2 separate regions of the Sus scrofa genome follow, and region 1 is linked to region 2. A link is a contact called in public HiChIP or PLAC-seq data. All regions are on one chromosome and are shown on one strand. The core of a region is the stretch at or near the end of the contact, and the rest is flanking DNA. Distances in the headings are between cores, read along the strand shown.

Region 1 (3,514 bases), core at 633-3,132, 120 kb after region 2:
CATTGAAACAAAAACAGTCTTAGGTCACATCAGTAGCTTTTTCTCCCCTAAGATTCTTTTCCTGAGGTGAGAAACAAGAAGTAGTTAGTGAAACACGATACCGCCTGCTCTCCTTACTGCTCACTTAAAACGAATTATTAGCCTTCACTTCTCATGCTAATGACTTTTTAACTTCATACACAGTGAAATTTCATCATGTGTGAATTTACTTACATAACCCTCCTTAATCTTCTTACAGTTTTTTATCTATACGAAGAGTTAGGCTTAATATTGGCTATTTCTTTTTTGCTTTTGTAGGGCCCCACGTGCGGCCTATGGAAGTTGCCAAGCTAGGGGTTGAACCGGAGCTGCAGCTGCCAGCCTACGACACCACAGCCACAGCAATGCTGGATCCAAGCCACATCTGCCATCTAACCTGGGTCAATTCAAGCATCCTTTTGGCGCACAGACTCTTTCTTTTGGCAGACTTTTAGCTTTACATAAAAGCTGCAAAGATCGTACAGAGCGTTCCCGTATGTCCCTCACTCAGTTTCACCAACTATTAACCTCTTACATGGCCAATGGCATTTGAACCTGAGATGGTGACAGCTATGACCTGAGCTCCAGGGGGATTTCGACACGGCTGGCAAATGCCCCTTCCTCTGCTCCAAGCTCCCATCCGGATGCCACGCTGCACGGGGCTGTCACAGCGCCTGCGTCTTCTCTGGTTGGGGACAGTTTCTCAGGCTTTTCTTGTTCCACCGCAGTTTTAAAGGGGGTGGTGCAGTGCCTTCCACAATTTCCTGCCAGCTGAGTTGTCTGGGATTTTCCTCCTCAGTAGGCCAGGTTTGGGTTTGGGGACTGTCTCAGGAAAGGGAAACGTGCGCTCAGGACAAGAACATCCATGGTGACGGTAGCTCTGTCACCTGGTTAAGGTGCTGCCTGCCAGATTTCTCCGGTGAGGCTACTCTTTTTCCTTTAATTTAATGGTGATGCTTTAAATCCAAGTGTCACCCAGTCACCCAATCATGACACGTCAGCTTGATGGAGCCAGGAGGTGAGTCGTTTTCAGCAAGTTTTGTTGCCTTTCTTTTTTTTTCCCCGTCTTTTTCAGCTGCACCTGCAGCATATGGAGGTTCCCAGGCTAGGGGTCGAATCGGAGCTGTAGCCACTAGCCTACACCACAGCCACAGTCACGCCAGACCCGAGCCGAATCTGTGACCTGCACCACAGCTCGTGGCAATGCCAGATCCTTAACCCACTGAGCGAGGCCAGGGATCGAACCTGCGTCCTCATGAATACCAGCTGGGTTCGTTAACCACGGAGCCACGACGGGAACTCCAGGTTTTGCTGCTTTTATGCTGATGCGCTGACTGGGAGCTCAAGGACTTCTTCAGTTTTCTGGGACAGGATGGTGAATTCACAGAGGAAAGCAGTGTGTGGGGTGGGTCTGGTGTAGCTGAAGAGCAGGTGCAGGAGAGAGTAGGGGTCGTGACGGGAGGATCGAGGCCCCCCCGGGGAGGGGCACAGGAGGCCCTCGGGGCGGAGGCCCTCGGTGGGGAGTTAGCACAGCCCCACACACAGCACGTGGCTTCGCGGCCCGATGGCGGCCGTAGAGAGCAGAGTTTTGTCTGGTTTTACACGGGATGAAACAGAAGCGGGTGCTGACCCTCGTTCAGAGGAAGTGGGGAGGGGAGGAGGGCGCTTGGGGCAGTGTGTTCTTGGGTGACAGCCAGGGTTCCAGGCATTGGGGGGGCACTTGGGGACGATGTTGAGGGGTGTGTCTTCCTGCGGCCAGAGTCCAGAGAGGAGGAGGGGTGTGGAGGCCCCAGGCCAGGGGGCCGGAAGCCCAGGCCAGCTCGGGGTCACGACAAGGGGCTGGCGGATGGCCAGAGGGCTTCCGTCTTGGCCACGGAGGCGGACTGACAGTGATTCACCGGCTGGCCCCATGAATATTTATGGGTACCTCCTCTGTGCCAGATGGCGGCTTGGCACTGAGGACGCAGACGCGACCGGCACAGAACCCCCCACGTGGAGCCCGCCTTCTGGTGGGGCAGTCGTGGGCCCTGGGCGACAGGGCTGCTGTGCCGAGGCCTCCCAGGGGGGCCAGAGGCTGTGATGGGAGCCTCCCTCTGAGGCTGGCAGCCGCGTAGGGTGTGGGGATGGCAGCCGGGATGCGGGGCCTGGAGGCCAAGGTGAAGGGCGGGGGAGGGAGGGGCACCCACATCGCTTTGCTCGTCTGGCCAGGCGCACAGAGCATCCTGCTTCTCTTAGCCTCACATCTCTCCCAAAACACAGACGTGGGTCTTGGTCTTTTAAGTGCTGTGTGTGCCCAGCTCAGAAGACGAGCTGTCAAAAGACACCGTCTTGCCATTGGCTCGGGCACGCAGGTGTATAGGTGTTCTCTGTGCTGGCTCTGCGGGCCGACACGCCACCTGCACGGGGCTGACACGCGGGACAGAAGAACACGGAGCCACGGGCAGGGGGAGGGAGGATTCAACACACTGTACATTTTATATGGAAAACTCACGACGACCCCAAGGTTCAATTTACGCTCTCACCACCTTCAAAATCCAAACACAGGGCGTTCCCATCGTGGCTCAGTGGAAACGAATCAGACTAGTGTCCATGAGGTCACAGGATCGATCCCTGGCCTCGCTCAGTGGGTTCAGGATCCGGTGTTGCTGTGGCTGTGGGGTAGGCCGGCAGCTGTAGCTCTGATTCCACCCCCTAGCCTGGGAACCTCCATGTGCCGAAGGTGCAGCCCTAAAAATACAAAACAAACAAACAAACACAGGTTGATTTGTTGAGCCAGGCTCTAGGCTCTGCCCGCCTGCCCCTTTCTGGAACTTTCGGGGGCATCTCTGGCCAGTCATAATATACTCAGGCTGGCAGACAGCAGACCCTGTATTGAAGCTGTTCCAGACACTTCTGTTCTTTGTGTACTTGTAGTTTTAACTTCCTTTCTCATTTGGTAAAAAGTGATTGATTTCCTCCCTTCAACCGTGTCAACACCGGTGCAAGGCCTACGAGCTCCCTCCCCCGCTTCCCATCATGAGGCCCAGCTATGACAGACCCGCCCTAACGCCGTACAGGGCTTTGCAGAGAGAAATGGGCTGGTTTTCTCCAGCGGTAAAACCTTCTGCTACTCTGTCCCTTCGTTGTGAGACCGCCCACGTAAATATGCAATATCCTTATATCTCCTTCCAACCCCAACAGTCAAAAGACATTTTCCAGAACAAGATTTGACATTGCCAAGGTCACTGAGCAAAAGTCTTGCAATTGCTTTATTCTGCATCCGGGAGGGAGCAGACAGAACTGCTCAGGCAACTGACACGAGCTTTTAGAGGCCACTTGGCAGAGGACTGGGACAGCCAAGAGCGCCTAGATTTGGCAAGCAATTTCAAGGTTGGGATCCCACCTTATTCCTGGACAAATGAGAAGACTCAGGCCGCAGGAGGGTGGTGGCCCGGCCAGGGTCAGTCGGCTGGTAGGGCCTTAGCACCTGAGTCTCTGACCGTCAACACTCTGCTGT
Region 2 (3,612 bases), core at 269-2,768:
CGTTGCAAAATCCCTGCAGACGCCCCTAGAGTGAATTAGCCCCCCTAGTCCCTGGGCTCCAGGCATCTCAGTAAATTGCCTCACAAGGCCTAGGCTGATGCTTATATTCATCCTTTCAACAGGTTTATGTCGCTTCCTTCAGAACCAGGCTCTTAGGTCTTTGAGAGGAAGAAGTATGCTTTGTCCACTTAGTTAAGTTTATCTTGAGGTGACCTGTGTATCAGTTATGCTGCCGTGTCACTATCTGTACCAATGCTAACAATTCATCATCGTGTACCGTTTTATTACTCCAACGTGAAGGGATTCGGACTTTCACGACACTAAAAAACATTTTCCGATGGATTGGGAATTTGGCTCTAATAAATACAAACTTCTGCCTTTGGAATGGATAAGCAATGAGATCCTGCTGTGTAGCACTGGGAACTCTATCTAGTCACTTATGATGGAGCAGGATAATGTGAGAAAAAAGACTGTATACATGTATGTGTGACTGGGTCACCCTGCTGTACAGTAGAAAATTGACAGAACACTGTAAACCAGCAACAATGGAAAAAATAAAAATCATTATATATAAAAAAAGAAAAACATTTACCTAAAGATCATATATACGTTTTAGGATAGAAAGCCAGCAAAATACACGCATATCTGAGTTTCTCATTGGGGCAACATGCTTTTTAAAGACCAGCGACTTGCTATTCTGTCCACAGAGCAGAACAACGTGACTTTTGTCTGCTGCCTGCAATGAAACTGAAAATCACGGAAAAAAGCTTTTCCTGGAATTTCCGAGTAACATACCAACTTGCATTATTTAGAACTAATACTTTGACCTCTATTCAGTAACAGGGGTTGCAATTCAATCAGTGGTTTTGTAGCAAGTCTTGTAAATTGTGGGAGCTCGGCCAGACGTATTTATGAACAGAACTACGAGAAAGAATTTCAGCTGGGAATATTGTGAAATCCATTGTCTACAAGCTGGATTCTGGATTGCATGAACTTTAGACGGGAACACGTCTATTCATTCCTACTGAGCATTCTCTGAAAACAACTATGAGCAGTAATTCTTAAATAAGAACTTGAACTTGAATTTGAAAGTGAGGAACATATAGCAGGCTAAAGTACCAACAAGGAGGTTCTTGTAATTTACATCCTGGTAAATTATAGAAAATGTGACACCGGAAGGAAGCACTAATTCTGGAAGGTTGAAGGGGTGAAAGCACCGGGCCTTGAATCACAGCACAGCAGAACCTGCAAGGTCAGGACCCTGTGTCAAGCCAGGACAGGTGCCAGCACAGGTGAGAGCAGCAGGGGACCCGGCTCCAGCCCCAGAGCTGCCCCATACTGGCCAAAATGCAGGGGCCCTCCTAGCCCTCCCCCTTTCTCCCCACTTCTCATCAGTGAGCCCAGATCCGCTGCAGATGTGACTGTCCTGGCCATGCTCCCGGGTGTCAGCCTTCCGAGCACTGTCCCGACTGGTCTGACTCACCTCCCGCCCCGCCTTGGGGTCTGTTCCGAATGCAAATGGACAGGCGGCACTTCATCCCGTGTCGCTGTGCCTCTGGACCTCAGAGGACTCCCCTTAGGGGCCCTTCCTCACATTGCAACAATTCTGGGCCATTTCCTCAACGGCTCTGAGAGCCTCTCACAGCCACTCTTGGCTCTCTGTATTAGGGAAACACAACTTCCTTAATGGACGGTTTCCAACTGAGCTGGCTCCTGCTTCTGCAGGGGTCCTGGCCTGCCCCCACACCCCTCCCAGGGCCTCCTCCTGTGCCAAGGCACCAGGCCGGCTACACTGGCACCGCCCTCCTTCCAGCATGTGTCGTCCCCCCCCCCCCGCCCCCGCCCGCCTGAGCTCCTCTGGCTTCTCTCTGGTATCTCAGCCGTGTAAAGTAATCCCTCCATTAGATGCCCTTTGTTTGCAATATCTAGAGATGCTTCTCTTGCCCTGCCGAACAAACATGTATCTTTAACTCAAATCAGCTCCCCTAGAGCAACTCTCCCGACTCCTGACACAGCCCCTTCCTGGGGGCTCCCGAGTGCCCTGCTGCTTGAGCACTGGCCGCGCTGCTCTGTAGCTCTGGTCTACCCACGTTCCCCATGAAACTCGGACAAGGCCGAAAGGCAGAAGCCACGTCTTATCAAACTCTGCATCCTCTGCCTTCTGTGACTAAGGCTCTGGCACACGTGGGGCCCGATCACCGCCAGCTGAGAGGCTGGCCTGTGCTCCGTAGGAGGTTCAGGGCTGCCTGCTGGCCCTGCCCATCTTATTCTCCCGTTTCCCTAGGATTCATTCCAACATCATTCCCAGAACCTTGGTTAAATCAGGGCTCTGACTGGGAGCTCAAATTCTAGCATCCGCATTTTGGGGACAGGACATATTCTTTTTTTTTTGTGGCCACCCGCGGCATATAGAGTTCAAGGGCCAAGGATCAGATCCAAGCTGCGGTTGGGGTAATGCCGGGTCCTTAACTTGCTGTGCGGGGCTGGGGATCCAACCTGGGTCCCAGCGCTCCCAAGATGCTGCTGATCCTGTTGTACCACAGCGGGAGCTCCTGGGACACACTGTATTCTAAAGGGTTATTTATGAGCAATCCATTTCCCCACAGACTCTGTCCATCAAACCATATCTAAGTGATAACAGTTAAGTGATAAGTTAAACACTGCGTTTAACCATAATGTATAATAACATTTCCATTGGCAAATGCGTCTAAGATTCACTGAGGATTCCAGTTCCAAGGATGAAGTTCCCTTCCCTACTGCCCCGTCCTTAATACCAGACCTTCTTCCTCTCCCTGCAGCCCCACGTGGGAAAAGCTGTCCTCCCCATGGACAGGGTACCGTCAGGCCTCTCCAGGTGAGATGGGAGGATGCTTCTTTTAAACAGCCAATCAGGGCCCCGGTTTCATTTAAACAGCCAATCAGGGCCCCGGCTTCTTTAAGTAGCCAATCATGTGAGTGTCTAAAAACAAAGTGTACCGGAAAGCCCAGCTGCGGCTGGGACCGAGCCAGTGTGTCTCTGGGAAGGGTGTCAACTCTGCACCAGGTGTGACCGTCTCGGCTGGCCTTATCTGGGTTACGAGGCTAGAGCTAAACCGCATTCCTGCGGGTGACAATGGGGTTTCCCATTGGGGATGGATGTTTGCCCTGTCAATTTTGAGGGTTTCCAGAGGCAGAGGAAGCTCTTCCTGAGGTCGGGGGCTGGTGGGTCTAACCGGGTGAACTAGGGTAGGTCTTCGTCTGTGCTGTGCTCCCGGTGTTATCCCAACGCTCAGAAAAGGTGCCAGCCTCCGAACACCCCTCGCTTTACTTATTTTTTTTACTTTTCTTGTTCTTTTTTTCCTTTTAGGGCTATACCTGGGGCATAAGGGAGTTCCCAGGCTAGGGGTCGAATCAGAGCTGCAGCTGCCGGCTTATGCCAGAGCTTTTGGCAACACCGGATCCTTAACCCACTGATTGAGACCAGGGATTGAACCTGTGTCCTCACGGACACTAGTTGAGTTCTTAACCTGCTGAGCCACAACGGGAACATCCCACCCCCACTTTAAACATCAGAGTTGAAAAGGCCAAGGAAGACTACCCAAGGAAAAGGCTGAAGATGGCCTGTCTTGCTTC

The links. HiChIP or PLAC-seq counts read pairs in DNA pulled down with a chosen protein or histone mark.
Region 1: an H3K27ac HiChIP or PLAC-seq map of skeletal muscle shows a contact between it and region 2, with 13 times the contacts expected there. The contact joins two enhancer-like sites. A contact is called at or near these places in 3 of 5 promoter capture datasets (fetal liver, fetal skeletal muscle and liver), 26 of 47 Hi-C or Micro-C datasets (adipose tissue, alveolar macrophages, blood and 13 more) and 2 of 2 datasets of contacts at active chromatin or transcription factors (alveolar macrophages and skeletal muscle).

What each region holds. Positions count from the first base shown.
Region 1 is chr11:2,984,754-2,988,267 of Sscrofa11.1, forward strand. All of the region lies in intron 4 of SPATA13 (spermatogenesis-associated protein 13), which reads right to left. Among named protein-coding and RNA genes, the nearest start is that of AMER2, 140 kb to the right of the region's middle. Within about 2 kb of position 1,883, at least 29 of the 83 cell types and tissues checked have an H3K27ac peak or open chromatin away from gene starts, as enhancers often do. A contact at or near this core is called in adipose tissue, fetal liver, liver and 2 more, where this site is marked.
Region 2 is chr11:2,869,368-2,872,979 of Sscrofa11.1, forward strand. All of the region lies in intron 4 of SPATA13 (spermatogenesis-associated protein 13), which reads right to left. Among named protein-coding and RNA genes, the nearest start is that of MIPEP, 80 kb to the left of the region's middle. Within about 2 kb of position 1,519, at least 32 of the 83 cell types and tissues checked have an H3K27ac peak or open chromatin away from gene starts, as enhancers often do. A contact at or near this core is called in adipose tissue, fetal liver, liver and 2 more, where this site is marked.